2 separate regions of the Mus musculus genome follow, and region 2 is linked to region 1. The links are chromatin contacts, called in public HiChIP or PLAC-seq maps. All regions are on one chromosome and are shown on one strand. The core of a region is the stretch at or near the end of the contact, and the rest is flanking DNA. Distances in the headings are between cores, read along the strand shown. Region 1 has its middle 30 kb from the start of Lbh. Region 2 overlaps Lclat1 (lysocardiolipin acyltransferase 1).

Region 1 (7,212 bases), core at 2,326-4,825:
GCGAGGGGAAATGAGGTGTCTTCCCAGGTTGCCCCATGCAGGCCCTCCTGGGCAGCAGAAGCCAGGCTTGGCATTCCTGAGGGTAAACCCTGACTGAAAAGGAAGGAGACTGTCCAAGAATTCTGAGCTCTAATCTCAGCACTGCCTTACCAACTGCCTGTGTGTCCCTTAAACCAGGTCAGCTGGCTAAACAGAGCTAAGCTCTCAGTCCTATCTAAACCTTCAGTCTCCTTGCTTGCAAAGGAGCCTGGTAGTTTTCTCCAATGGTGACATCTTAGCGCTTCCCCGCCCACTCTGCCCCTTTCCTGATTCCTTGTGCTGAGGAAATGGCAGCTTATACCAGCTGTGCTCCTGAAGGTCACTGAGGGCCAGGCTCCTTCCCATATGAAGGCCATTCTCAGATAGGGTGACAAGAATCAGCTGAGCAGTGCCTCCCTCGGCAGTGCCGGTGGCTGAGAAAGGATGCTGAGGAGCCTTGGGTATAGCATGTTTTATCTGTCCCTCGTGGTGGTTTCATGGTGAATGGATGGGGACTGTGATAGTCAGCCAGGAACCGAGAGCTTTATGTAAATTATACCTCAATTATAAAGAGTGTGTGAAGCTCAACAAGACCCCAGGGAAAGATGAGTCTTTGGTGCAGTTGCAGGGGACTTAGGCAAGCTTGAGTGTTAAAGCAAAGGTTGGGAGGAGGGAATGGGAGAGTCAGAGAGAGAGACCCAGACAAGTGTGGACAGAGTTGAAGAGATTGCTGGAGAAGCTAAAATTTCCCTCCAGTTCTAGCCAGCCAAATGAGTCCTGAGTGAAAGATGGGTTTGGCTTCCAAGTAGAGTGAAAAGCCATACTGGCCTGCTCTGGGATAGATATCCTCACTTCATTAGTGAAAGTTCTGTGTCTCAGGGAGCCTCTAAGATCAAGATAAATGGGCTACCAGTCCATCACCCTATTCCCAAGTCTGGGGCTGTGGGTGGCACTTAGATAGGCTGACTTACCTACCCCACAAAGGGAACCCACAACACGCCAAAGTATTCGCTGCACCAAAGTCCAACTTGGTGACAAGACCCCCACTCCATCACAGGTGACAACCCCACCCCCACCCATCACAGGTGACAACCCCACCCCCACCCCATCACAGGTGACAATTCACAAAGGCTGCACAACTGGCAGGCATCTCTACAGGTCTGGGAGTCTGCTTTCCACAGTTCCACAGCCCAGCTGGTCAGCGTCTCCTTTCCCAGCAGTCAACTGCTCCTCCTATAAAGCTTGGGATGGGGCTCAAATCTTGCATGTTTTATTTGCCTCCTGTGATGGTTTATATAAGCTTGGCTCAAGGAGTGGCATTATTAGAAGGTGTGATCCTGTTGTAGGTGTGGCCTGTTGAAGTAGGTGTGTCTTTGTGGGTGTAGGATTTAAGACCCTCATCCTAGCTGCCTGGAAACCAATATTCTTCTAGCAGCCTTCAGATGAAGATGTAGAGCTCTCAGTTCCTGCCTGGATGTTGCCATGCTCCTGCCTTGATGATAACGAACTAAACCTCTGAACCTGTAAGCCAGCCCCAATTAAATGTTGTCCTTATAAGAGTTGTCTTGGTCATGGTGTCTGTTCACAGCAGTAAAACCCCAAGACACCTCCTGAGTCTCATGAGTCTCCCTCTCACCTGACCTCAATTCTAGAGATCACCTGCTATACATCAGGTGCACGCCTAGGAAAGCACGGCTCCATTAGCAGCTTATTTGGTTTGGTAGATGGACTCTCATCGTGGTTAGAAGTGGACCAGGCATTCAGAGAAAGAAACAAGGTGGCAGCTACCAGTTCCTCACTACCCCAAGTTCCACAAGCTCTCCCTGGCTTCTCAGTCATGCCTCTTGTGTAACTTCCACCCATGGATTACCTCCAGGTTACTGTGCAGTTGTTGATTTTCTTGTTTTTCCCTGGGCCTTATGGAATAGGGGTACATCCTCCTTGCCTTTGTACACGGCTATGGCTCTGCTCAGGGTCACAGTACCACCAGTTTTTAGGCAAGAAGGGAGGGAGGGACGGAGGGAGGGACAGAGGGATTCTTTTGCGCGTCGTGAATCATTTCAGAAACTTGAGGGAGTTTTGATTCTCCTTTCAGAATAATGCTTTAAATACCCTAAGATGCAGGAAGCTGCAAAGAACATCAATTCTGCTAAGATGCAGCTATTGAAAGATATTTTAGAAACACATAGATACATGGAAAAGTCCTACATCTCCTCTTTCTTAAAGCACTGCACGGTACAATCCAGCAGCAGGTGTGTTTTGAGGTTGCCATGACGACAAGTGTTATTTCATGATGCCCACAACAAGTGTGGCATGAAAAAAAAAAAAAAAGAAAGCACTCGTGACTTCTGCTGGTGAAAAGCGGGTCCCGCTGACATTGCTGTGGCTTGTCCCCTACACCCCTGATGGCAGGAAATGCTAAACTTCACTTAATTGTTTATGACAACATACATGTCAATTTGTTCTTTCTCTCAAACTCCTGAGTGGTGTGGATGCCTGTTCAAGAAACGCTACAGAAACTAATGAAAAGCAAGCAAATGCACCTTGCAAACTCACAATGTCCTCCTGAGCACTGTTCATCACTGAGGGATGTGGTGGTTTCTAAGACAGGCAAGAGAAGTTGAAAGCAAGGCTTAAACTGGCTCACTCACGAGCCACCATACTCTGAGACCAGGCAGAAATGAAACCTCCAGCTCTTTGTTTTCTGAGAGTGGAGTCTTCTAGGTAAGTTGTCTACTAAGGTAATGAGCCTTGGGGTTAAAGTGTGAGCAGGCATTAGCTAAGGAGAGGGCTTCTCGCTGTCCCCAGAGCACCCTCTGGAGGGGTGATCCTTTGAGTAAAAGCTGCTAACCCGGCTTTCGCATAGAGAATAAGGATGCATCCCCAACCACAAGGTCTTAAAATGAGTGACTTTTTAATATTATTCTTTGTGTGTGTGTGTGTGTGTGTGTGTGTGTGTGTGTGTGTGTGTGTGTGTGTCTTCAGTTGCCTCTCCACTGTAGTTTTTTAATCAGGATCTCTCACTGAACCTGGAGTCTCACCAGTACAGCTAGACTACCTAGCTAGCCAGGAGCCTCAGGGAACCTCCTGTCTCTGCCTCCCTGGCCCTGGGATTACAGTGTCATGCCTAGCTTTTTTTATGGAAGCACTGAGAATCCAAACTAAAGTCCTACTTTTGAGACAAACACTTTACCATCTGAACCATTTGCCCAGTCCATAGCACGAGTCATTAAAAAACAAAACAAAGCAAAAACAAACAAACAAACAAAGCCATCCTAGGCTAAGGAATAAACAGGTGAACAGAGACTCTATACCTAGAGGATCCCACTCCTGGTTCCAGGTCCTGATATCCTTGGGTAGGAAAACTGACCTTTAATTGTAGAACAGGAAATTGTGGCTCCACATAGTGTCAACTGCATGATCCCAAACCCAGCCCCTTGACATGAGAGCCCCCTACATGGTGTGTTCTTCCTTGCCCCTGCACAGCAGGGCCGAGACCGTGAGGTTATTTTTATCTTGCAGTGCTGGTTGTCTGGTAAAGGTTGTGGTGGGCTCCCGAGGCAGCTAGCTTGCAGCGAATTTCCGGTGGAGCTTTCTCCTTCTCATGCACGCTGCCTCTGTCCTCCAGGCTCTGGTGGCACTTGCTTCCTGTAGCTCACCCTTAGCCTTGGAGGAGAACAGGGGACAGAGGTCTGCTGAGCCCTTCACCCTCACCCTGTGCCCGTACCCTGCCTGGGCTGCCCCAGATCCATTTCCCGTGCAGAGAGGGTTCTCGGGGTACTTATCCTCCCCCCCTCCCAATTGTGACTCTCTTATATACAACTTTCTAGAGAGCTAGATTCACCAGGTTGGTGCTTAAGCATTTGACTGTGAGACACAGCAAATATATATATATCCAGCACAGATAGCCACCCACATCCATGGAGAAAACCAACATTCCCAAAAAAAATATATAGTTGCTGTTTCTTCTTCTGTTGTCCTCTGACCCCCCTTTTTTTTTTCTTTCTTGAAAAAATCTTGGTTGCAACCCCACAAATAAGCAAGTTGATTTTTACAACTATTTTGAGTCATTATTCAGTTTGAAAAAAATACTGTACCAGATATTTGTTTTGCGGTAGTTTTTCTTTCCTGACCTGGGGATAGCTCTTGCTTTTGAGATAGGCTCATTCCTTTAATTAAAAAAAAGAAAAAAAAAAAAAAAAAAGGAATCTAAGTCTGTGTTCTTATGACTTAGGAGGTGAATATTTGGGATTCCAGAGATGTGCTCAGCAGAGTCAAATTTGGTCCCATGCCAGTTTTATGAAGTTGGCCGCAGAGAAAGCATTTGCTCCTTGGTAACTGGGGACATTAAACTAGAGGGGCTGCATTTCTTACTTGCTCTTTCTCTCAGCTAGCTGGCTGTTAACACATTTACTAGTATATAATTGATTCTAGTACTGCTCTTTTTTTCCTCTTTTTTTGGTTGCAAACACAGTGTATTGTGAAGCTCTCTGGCATCAGCTTCCTTGTTGATGAGATACATCGAAAATGTCCTCTTAACAGAGAAGAATAGCAAAATGCAAATCATCAATTTGCTGCCCAATGGGACTTGAAAGATGAAGACCCTGCATTCTACTGCTGTTCATCATCGCCACCGTTGCTAGTTATGTGAAACAAGATCATTTCCTATATGCAAAGCCACACTTTGCAGAAGTGTGGTCAGAGATGGGAGAAATGGAGGGGGGCAGAGCTCTGTAAATGGGAGCCAGACAGAGAGAAGAATAAATTTGTTCTGTTTCTTTAGTTGGTTTTTCTCCGGCAGAAAAGGGCAAGGAAACATTGCAAATCAACGGCTGTGCAATGTAAGCCTGCCATCCAGGTACTGAGAGAGAGACATGAGTCTCCCTCTCTCCTGACCTCAATGCTAGAGATCACCTGCTATACATCAGGTGCACGCCTAGGAAAGCGCGGCTCCATTAGCAGCTTCTTTGGTTTGGTAGATGGACTCTCATCTTGGTTAGAAGTGGATCAGGCATTTGGACCAGAGAGAGAGAGAGAGAGAGAGAGAGAGAGAGAGAGAGAGAGAGAGAAGGGGATTCTACCAAATGAATGTTGTGAGTCACTGATTCTCAAGTGTCTAGTGCAAAGGTGTTATGGTCCCCACAGCAATCCAATCCCAGGTCCTGATGGCCCCTCCACAGCACAGATGTCTCTGCCTGGGGAGAGGAGAGATTGAACCTGGCAAAGTTGGGGCCTCTGTCCATTCATCACTGTCTGAGATCACACAGACATGGTCCATAACCTTTTTGCTCCACACTGAAAAAGACTGGGGATGTGTTAGTTTACAGCTGTGACTGTGACAGGGTTACAACATCAGTACCTTAAATAAAGTCAACTTACTTTCCTCTTACAGTTCTATTGGTTAGAGGATCTGCCTGCATCTGCCTCCTGATCACTGGAATAACAAGTACACAAGTACACCCAACTTAAAATATAGATTTTTATTACTTTGAGAATTTCATGCATGCATATAAAGCATTTTGATCATATTCACTTCCAGCCATGCCCTAAGTCCTCCAGATCTACTCATTTCTACTTCTTCTTCTTCTTCTTCTTCTTCTTCTTCTTCTTCTTCTTCTTCTTCTTCTTCTTCTTCTTCTTCTTCTTCTTCTTCTCCTCCTCTTCTTCTTCTTCTTCTCCTCCTCCTCCTCCTCCTCCTCCTCCTCCTCCTCCTCCTCCTCCTCCTCCTCCTCCTCCTCCCCTTCCTCCTCCTTCTTCTTCTCCTTGTTTTCTACATCAACTGTCAAGAGCTCCTGAGCTAAGAGTTGGGGTTCATGACGTTCTCCCCGGCCAGTGCTAAAATACTGGCCAGCTTGAACTCAAGCAGATAGCCACAGCCGCTGTGAGTTCACTAGTACAGAAGTCATAATCTGGAAGATACAGGTTGGCTCAGGTCCTTCTCTGCCTCTGTCTCTTCTTTCTGCCTCCTTTCCTGAAATGGTCCCTGAACTTTGGGGGAGGGGTTTGATATAGTTGACCCATTTGTACACCCAGCTTTTTTTTTTTTAAATGGGTCCTGGAGATCAAAGTCAGGCCCTTGTGCATGCAAAGCAAGCACTTGGCTGACTGAGCCATCATTCCAGCTCCCCTTTCACTCCTACAATGCAAGGATCCTTGTGCTTAGAGTGGACTCACTTAGTCCAGGGTCATCAGATGTAGGTCAGCTGATTAGCAACCTTTCTTCCATCTATAACCTTAACCTGTCCTCCCTCCTGTGAATAGTATAACATTCACAAGAGCCCAAGCTCAGGATGCAGATATCTATGGGGCTTGGAATATTATGTGATCACTAACATCTCTTGAGCATTTATTTAGGGTCTACTGCAGTTCTAAGCAAGCTACTCTTAGTAACACATTGAAGCTCCTTATAGCCATCATCCATAATGGTTTATAAGTGGAGAAAGTGAGGGAAAGGGAAGCAACAGTAACTTTCTTAAGGTCACAGAGCTTGAAAGAGGAAGGGCTGAGCTAAAAATCCAGCAGTCTTAGCATAGAGCTTCCATTCTTGCCATAATCAGAGTTCTTTGGGGATGGATGGAAGAACTGGATTCTGTCTGGTTTCATTCTGCTTTGAAGATCTGCTTTTAGAACGGGGCGGTTTCTCAGGTCTACCAATATTTGAAGATGTCTACAGCTGCTCATTGCTGCTGTTCACTTCCATGATCACTGTTCATAGAAGGCCATACAACTCTAAATCAACAGGTCCATAGCTTCTAAGACCCACAGGTACTGCATGTCGTTTCTAACCTGGGCCACTCGTCTCCCTCTCCCTCCATGTCTCTCTACTTACAGACATGTCTCAGAAATGCCAAGGCAAACTACGACAGGGCCTTCCTACTTGCTCTATCCCTCCCCTGCAGTTTTCTCCTCTGTTCACACCAGGTTCAGCCATCAGCAGTTGTGTAGCCTAAGGATGACCTTGAATGTCTGATCCTCTGGAGTTCCATAACTACAGGCATGTGCTGCCTTGAGCTATTGATGCAAGGTGATATACACCAAGATACTGCATAAATAAAGCTTGACATTGTCCTACTTCTCTTTGCTTTTCCAGGCTCGGGATGAAAACAACGGAAGGTGCCAGAGTGGGAGATGAACTTGAAGGGAGAGGAGCATTGTGCTGAGAGGTTACTTTTAAACCCTGTGCACAAAGGAGCC
Region 2 (7,212 bases), core at 2,037-4,536, 290 kb before region 1:
GATTACAAGAGGGGCCCCCATACCTGGCTTTTGCTTTTTTTAATGTGGGTGCTAGTGTTGGCTAATCAAGCCGCTTACTGAATGAGCTATCTTATCTTGCCCCCGGCTCCTCCTCTAGACCTCCTCCTCTTTTTGAGACAGTGTCTTGCTATATAGTACAAGTTGACGCTGGATCCATTATGTGGCTCAGGCTAATCTCAGCCTTGGGATCTTCCTGCCCCCGCCTCCCAAGTGCTGGGATTATAAACACGGGGCATCATGACTAACACAGGTTGATGAGACTTTCCACGAATACAGCTCTAGGGAATCTCTGGCTTCCTAAACATCCACTGCACTGCTGATAGTGACTGCTGTGAAACTTCTCCCTGTCTCCCTGGGCTGGGCCTGAGAGCATGGAACGTCCATCTACTCTAGAAGATTTAAGATGCTTAACAGGTAGGGTGGACATTTGTGGTCACTTGGCTACCCATCACAAATATGCTATTCGCAAGAAGATTCTTATGATTCTGCCAAGGCATTTCCCTCCAGCCCTCAGTCCTGGTAAATTAGGAGAAGGTGTCCTATCCCCAGATTCAGAGGGTGTCTAGTAACTAGGAGGACACAGTATTTCTGGGTCCAGGAGTGAGTCCTGGATTTAGTGTTGTTTGTCCCTAAGAAAGCATCTTCTCTCACTTTTTGACTAGACTTAAACCTTGAGGATACATGGATCATGTAGCCATGTGGATCCTGTGTCAAGTCGACCCAGGCAAAACACAAAGGGTTTCTTAAGTGTCCTTGTATTTGGTATTTACAATGTACTACAGCGGCACTTTCTGTGTCCATGGTTGGCATTGGAGGTTCAGTAAAATGACTCAAGCTGGGTGGTGTGGGTAGGGGGGCTGCAATCCTTGTTCTTTTCGAATCCCGCTCCTTGGGACCAACACGGCTTGCACACACAGTGCTCACTGGAGAAGCAGAGGCAGAATGGGCTTGGGAGCTTACAACAGGTTCCCCGAAGCTGTGTCCTTTTAGCTAATGAAGTTCTTTGTACATTTGTCACATTTTGGTTGAAGACTTGTTTTTGGAGTCACCCAGTCACACAGACAGTGAGGTGAGGGATGGAACACGGAGTCCTTATCTTTTTTTCTCCTTTAAGCACCCGTGGCCTGCACTTATGGAATGCACGGTTGTCCTGAGGAAAGCAGGTTCTGTCACACTGGGGCATGAATTCAACTGCACAGTGCCTCCCCATCTCAATCAGTGAACAGTGCATTCGGATCTAAATGAGACTGCATTTAACACCCATCCTGATCCTCAATTCCTCCTTAACACAGGGTAAGCCCATGACATCAAGGGAAACAACGGCCCTGTGACCTTTACTTTGTCGTTCCTGTAAAAACAGAATCACAACAGCTTTTGAACCATGTAATTCACTCCATTTTATTCTGGATGCATTTTACAGGTAATTCACAAATATCCCAGTGGACACTGAAGCTAAGGCCATTCTGTGAGTTATTTTTAAAACTTGGGTGTTCTCCGTGTAATGATCTTTTAAAAAGAAGTTACCAAAACCAAGACTCTGAAATAAAAAATTTTAGGTAGGTACAAGACACCTTTTAGGGCCACACGTGGTGTGAAGTCCACTTCGTGGCCAAGCAATTGTTTGCCACTGTGTAAGAACTAGGCAGCCATAGCTCAGCACCGAGCTCCCTTCTCCATGTTACAACATAGCGTTTTGTTTTGTTTCAGTCAACCGCTGACCCACTGGTATTGAGGCACCACTTTCCTCCTAGTGAGTGACGAGGAGAGACTTTATCTAAGAACACGGTATACAATTCTTAGAACAGGAAAAAGAAAGGGACCCACAACTAAGGCACTGAAAGCACATTATTGTATATAAAGAAATGTAAACAGTTTAACACCGACAGGATCCCTCTGCTAGTCCTTATTGTGACTGTTCCAGAGCTTCTTTGTTGGGCTTGAGAGCCGGTGAAATGGAACCAATCTGCAGAATTCAGACTTATACCAACATAGGGTCTGCGTGTGGCGTGGTCACCATTAGAACACGAGTGGAAGGCGCTGCTTCCTTCTCGGGTTTGTTCTGTGGGCGTGCAGAGGCAGGATTTTAGGGAGAGTCTTAAGTGAGAAGCTCTCGCAGATAGATATGTTTCTACTTCATTTTCAGTCTCTCCCGCCATGTTGCTTGACTAAAGTTTAGGATTCCCTGGGTTTGTTTCATCAAAGACACACAATGTGGGAACTCATCACCCAGCCTCTATATCGGTTCATATTTTAGGGTGAAATGGTTCACATTATAAATAACCCACAACTACTATATGTAAAATCTCTTCCAATGGGATCAACTAGCCAACTAGTGCTGCGAGCACTTCAGCTCACCTGCACAGGGAGCAGGGAAAGAGTCTGCTGGAGCACGGCTGAGCTGCTGAGCCCTGGCTGAGCTGCTGAGCCCTGGCTGAAGGTGTGGCAGGGGCATTCCTTAGGCTGACAACCATCAAGGCCACATCTGCTTAGGCCTGATGCTCAAGTATTGACTTAAAGCAGTTCCAAGCTCAAAAGCATTAGGTGTATATGCATTTTTTTAAATTAAATAAACAGTTTTAATACAGTTAAACGTGTAGGTAAGAACAAATAATTATAATTTAAAAACACGTTTATTTTTATTTTCCCCCTCCGGAGAAATTCCTCTTAAAGCAAGTAGAGTGTCCACATTCTCTAGTTTTAGTGCTGTATTAGGAATTTGGGGTAGGTAAAGTAAAATTAAGGTATTCTCTACCTTAATGTTTTCTATGATCAGAAGAGGGCGAAGGGAAGAACAAGAGACAGAGAGCCTGTGGGTGCCCAATGAGATGGACAGCACTGTTAACCGAGCCCAACTACTGTGGGCAAAGATGACAGCATTTCTCTTTTTCCTGGGCAACAAATTGCTAGCTATTTCCACATTTAAATGTGATCCATCAGAGAAACTTAAAATTGGAAGCCTTTCTCATTAAGGGAAAGAAAAAAGGGTGGGGGGAGGGTTGTGTGTGTGTAACCTTAAAAACTAGGGAGTCAAACAGCTGTGTTGAGGGCAGGTGTGCACAGCTACTAATTAGTAAGTTCCCAGCAGGATTAAAGTGAGTTTTGATGGAGCAGTTAAACATGGGCTGGCTTGTTTCTCCAGAGGCACCAGTTAGCACTCTCCCACTAACAAATGCACAAACATCAAAAAGCCAGACTTAACCACGCTATGCTGATGGTGTCCTGTCCCCAACGGGGCTTTCTCAGTGTGCTTGGCAAGATGAGGAAGTCCTTACCAGGTACAGATGCGCACTGCCATCTTAGGAAAGGCAGATTTCTGTCTGAGCACACAGGGCAGTTAAGAGCTGCTGAGACTGTTGGATACTGGGGTGGGGTGGGGTGGGGAAGCTTCTATGTGCCTCTGTCCCTGCCCCAATCACATGACACAGATGGGAGCATGCAGCTCAGTGGAGTGGAAACAGTGGCCACAAGGATTCTCTTACCCAGGACACTGCGTGCTCGCTATTGGTTTGCTATGTTGTCACTGCTTCCAAATGATAGGAATATTTGGCAGACAGTAGGTCAGTGTGTGTTTAAATGTCACTGTTGAGAGATGACTAAAAAGAGAGAGTGTGTCCTTGCTATCACTGAAAGAGCTCATTCTGAGTTAGCAGTTTTTGTTTTAAGAGTAAAGTTATCAAGGTTTGGGGGCTTTAGCTACACCATCCTGTCTGCAGGCATGTTTGTTGTAGCTCTAATGGCAGAAGGCAGACACCCTGCATGCATAGGACAGACACCTGCCTTCCAGTTTCTGTCTGAACTACAGATGTTTTTCTAATGCATCTTTACATGAACCAGTCCACGCTACAGATGACGCTCCCTGGTGACCATCAGGAAGGCAGGACTGAGTGTGAGTGAAAAGCAAGCTGCACCAGTTTCTGTCTTTTAAAAGCCAAATGGAGAGCCTGACGGTGCTCCCTGAGCTGAGTGCAGATGTGATTTCCAGGCGAGGAAAGGGGGTCTTTTCCTGCCTCACTCAGCACAAGAGACTATCAGTGATGGAGGGCTCCCTGCCAATGGGGCTCAGCTTAGGACAAGGCAAGTCCACCTTTGCGTTTGATTGGTGTAAAAGAATTAAAGAATGGACTGTGTCCTGCGGGGGAGGCAGACTACTACCTGCTTAGATACACTGGGGCTGGTGTTCATGGTGCCAAGGCTACCTCTGAGCCAAAAGTCTGTCAGAAACAGGTTGGTCCTTTCAGAAAAGCTTGCATTTTGTCTTGACAGCTTAGTGATTGTTTGTAATACTCTGACCCTAGTAATTCACAGCGATTGACCCCTGCTACATACTCAGCATTGGAATTACATTCAGAGATTTTAAAGAAACCATAGCAATATTTCCCCCATAAAATTAAGTGCAAAATACCTTTAACAAAAAATGATGATAGTAAGAAACATTTGACATAGTCATGCAAAACTCGTCTCAGTTTACAAAGACTGACATTCCCGTGACAACCCTAGGTTTTCACATGAACGCCGCCATCTTACTCATTTTTCTTTGAATTTAAATGTGGGTGCTTGTGTAAAAAACGGTAACATGCAAGTTCAATGATTTCCAGTCCACCAAATATTCTCTCCTGCAGCACGAAGAACACAATGCTGATTATAAAATACCACCGAACAGGGCTGTACAGATATATGAGCAGGCACATTGCAGAGCAGAACAAGGCCCAGTACACTATGGACAGTAGCTTGACCACAAGGACTCTGAGCTCAGACTTGCAAGGTGGAACTGTACTCTGCCCAGTAAAGTGGAAGTTTTTCTCTCCTTGGTAGAAGGACCGAAGCCTCTCCTCCTTTTCTTCCCACCTTCTGTGGCACCAGAGCTGAAGGTCCTCCTTGGATGTGGGAAGAGAGTCAGCTGGATACCGCTGGACGTGGAAGTGGATCTCCTTGGGAAAGTCTCCAAGGAGAAGGTGCTTCTCAGTTTGAGGGATGTTGTAAGGATATGCGACCGTGATGTCATGAACAGCATCGAGGTTCTTCCCTAGGTTTTGGAAAGATGAAAAGAGCTTTGCTTTAGCAACCAACAGTCAATGGGGTGGCAGTGCTGATTCACTCTGCGAGGCACAGCCACGAGCATGAAGAATCAGTACAGAGTGAACCACCACGAACAAACAAGGGCTAAAAATACCAGTGTTTCTGGGTACTTAGGTCAATATTTACCAGCCATTTTTAGCTTTTTTCCCCGTTTGCTAATTACCACAAAGACCTTTAGAAAGAAATTATCTTCATTCCCAGAAATGGTAATCTGCATTCTAGAACTTCATGAATACACACAGTGAGCAGGATCTGAGGTAGGACTTAAAGGCTATAGCCCAAGCCTTCTGCCACAAGATTTGTTACACAGACATTATTAATACATTTATCTCTTCAAAGGCAATAGAAATGTACTCTCCTTTACCTTAAAATGACCACGGTAACTGCTGCAAAAGAACCTCAGAAAGAAACAATGTGAAGAAATTGTCAATTTCTTCTATTATACAAACACACACACACACACACAAGCATAACAACTTTGATTCTGACCTGAAACACCATTGTGCACAGGCATTTGGGAAAGGTTGTTTTTGAAGTCACAAGCCAGATGCTGGTGATGAAGAGACAGCTGACATGGTCCCAGTGTCCTTCAAAATGTTCTCAACATAGTTAGGGGAACAAGGATGCACAAAGCCCCAAACTGTCCCTTGGGGATATGGGAGATGAACGGGAAGGAGCCAGTTCTGTAGATGGACAGGGTAGTACACTATGGGAATGGGACATTAAAAACAGGCTGGAGCACATGGCATGGTCCAGGCCTTCCTCTACACTGTATGTGTAGAGAAGCATCTTCATGGTAGCCACAGATTTTAAGCAAGGATGATCTTGGGGACAGCGGGGCAACAGCCGTGTGGCTGTTCCGACAGACTAGGAAAAGGAGGCAGGCCAAAGGAATAGATCTGTATAAAAAGATAACAAGAACTGATGTGGTGCAGCAGCCAAGGAGGAATGCCAAGGACGGAGCCAGACTTACTTTATTTTGGCTTGGCACTGAGCTAATGGTAAGAGCCTTTGCAGTTAGAGAATCAGTGGTGCACTGTAAGAACTGCAGAGTACAGTGGACCATTCACCTGACCATTCAACTGAACCCAGTACACACGGGCCCTGGAAGCCTAGTGTTTGCTCAAGGGCAAGCACTGCTGGTATTATTGTGAATGTTGCTCTATCTTTAATGAACAAACATAAGAGTGTTTTATCAGTTATATAAAACAATAGATTTTGTTGACAGTTTCATACAGATACGTAATACTCTTTGACAATATCCATCCCCTGGCCCCCTCTCCCCCCCAGTGAACAGACTCAATGAGGATTTGAATTTCATCAGAAACAGATGACGCAGACAGGACTTACCTGTGCGACAGTGGTGAATCCTACATGGGAAAGAAGTCCCTAAAAGGCACAGGAAATCTGGAGACCAGTCGGACTATTCTAGACTGGGGTGTGACAGCACTGTCTCCCTCTCTCAGAATCTAGGTAAGCATATTGCACTGTTGATGTTTTACCTCGGTAGCACCGATCGCAAAGAAGCGAGGTCATCTACACCATGCCCCCACACACTTGCAAAGAAGCGAGGTCATCTACACCATGCCCCCACACACTCTTCCAACTTTGGAGGCTACCATTTTTATAATTCAGCATAACTCTTCCAAATGATTCTTCAAGCCCTCTGTACCTGTCGGTCTTGGTTAGACCATGATTTACTTTAGGTTAATGACCAGGTTTCAACTTGTTCCCTAACAGTCCTAAGAGAAGCCGTTTCCTTGACTAAAAAGTCAGTGTGGTGCTGACGCCCTCTCCACACACAAGCCAAGCAGAGCCAGTGTGCTGCTGAATATTGCACCTTAACTCTACCCTCAGCTCCCCACTTCCCTCATAGTGAAGGAAAGATAGTCTGCCATGTCCCTGCCTGAATCAAAATTATGTTCAGATTTCACTTATCTCAAAAAATTCCCCTGGCCTTCACCCAAACCCAATTTAATCATAGTTACCGGCATCTCCATAGCACTGCTCAAATCCTTGGCAGGACTGCAGCTCTGTGTAGCTCCTAGCTTTTACTCCTCATGCTGCACCGGTTTCACACTTGATTTTTGAATCTGTCTGTTCTTAATGTCCTAG

What was found. HiChIP or PLAC-seq counts read pairs in DNA pulled down with a chosen protein or histone mark.
Region 2: an H3K27ac HiChIP or PLAC-seq map of large pre-B cells shows a contact between it and region 1, with 2.1 times the contacts expected there. The contact joins two enhancer-like sites. A contact is called at or near these places in 2 of 115 datasets of contacts at active chromatin or transcription factors (effector CD8 T cells and large pre-B cells).

Annotation. Positions count from the first base shown.
Region 1 is chr17:72,944,739-72,951,950 of GRCm38.p6, reverse strand. No RefSeq gene overlaps it. Among named protein-coding and RNA genes, the nearest start is that of Lbh, 30 kb to the right of the region's middle. Within about 2 kb of position 3,575, at least 87 of the 459 cell types and tissues checked have an H3K27ac peak or open chromatin away from gene starts, as enhancers often do.
Region 2 is chr17:73,237,550-73,244,761 of GRCm38.p6, reverse strand. Lclat1 (lysocardiolipin acyltransferase 1) reads right to left here. Exons shown (of 6, transcript NM_001177967.1): 6 at 1,394-5,044. The coding sequence ends at 4,542. Among named protein-coding and RNA genes, the nearest start is that of E330032C10Rik, 9.8 kb to the left of the region's middle. Within about 2 kb of position 3,286, at least 30 of the 459 cell types and tissues checked have an H3K27ac peak or open chromatin away from gene starts, as enhancers often do.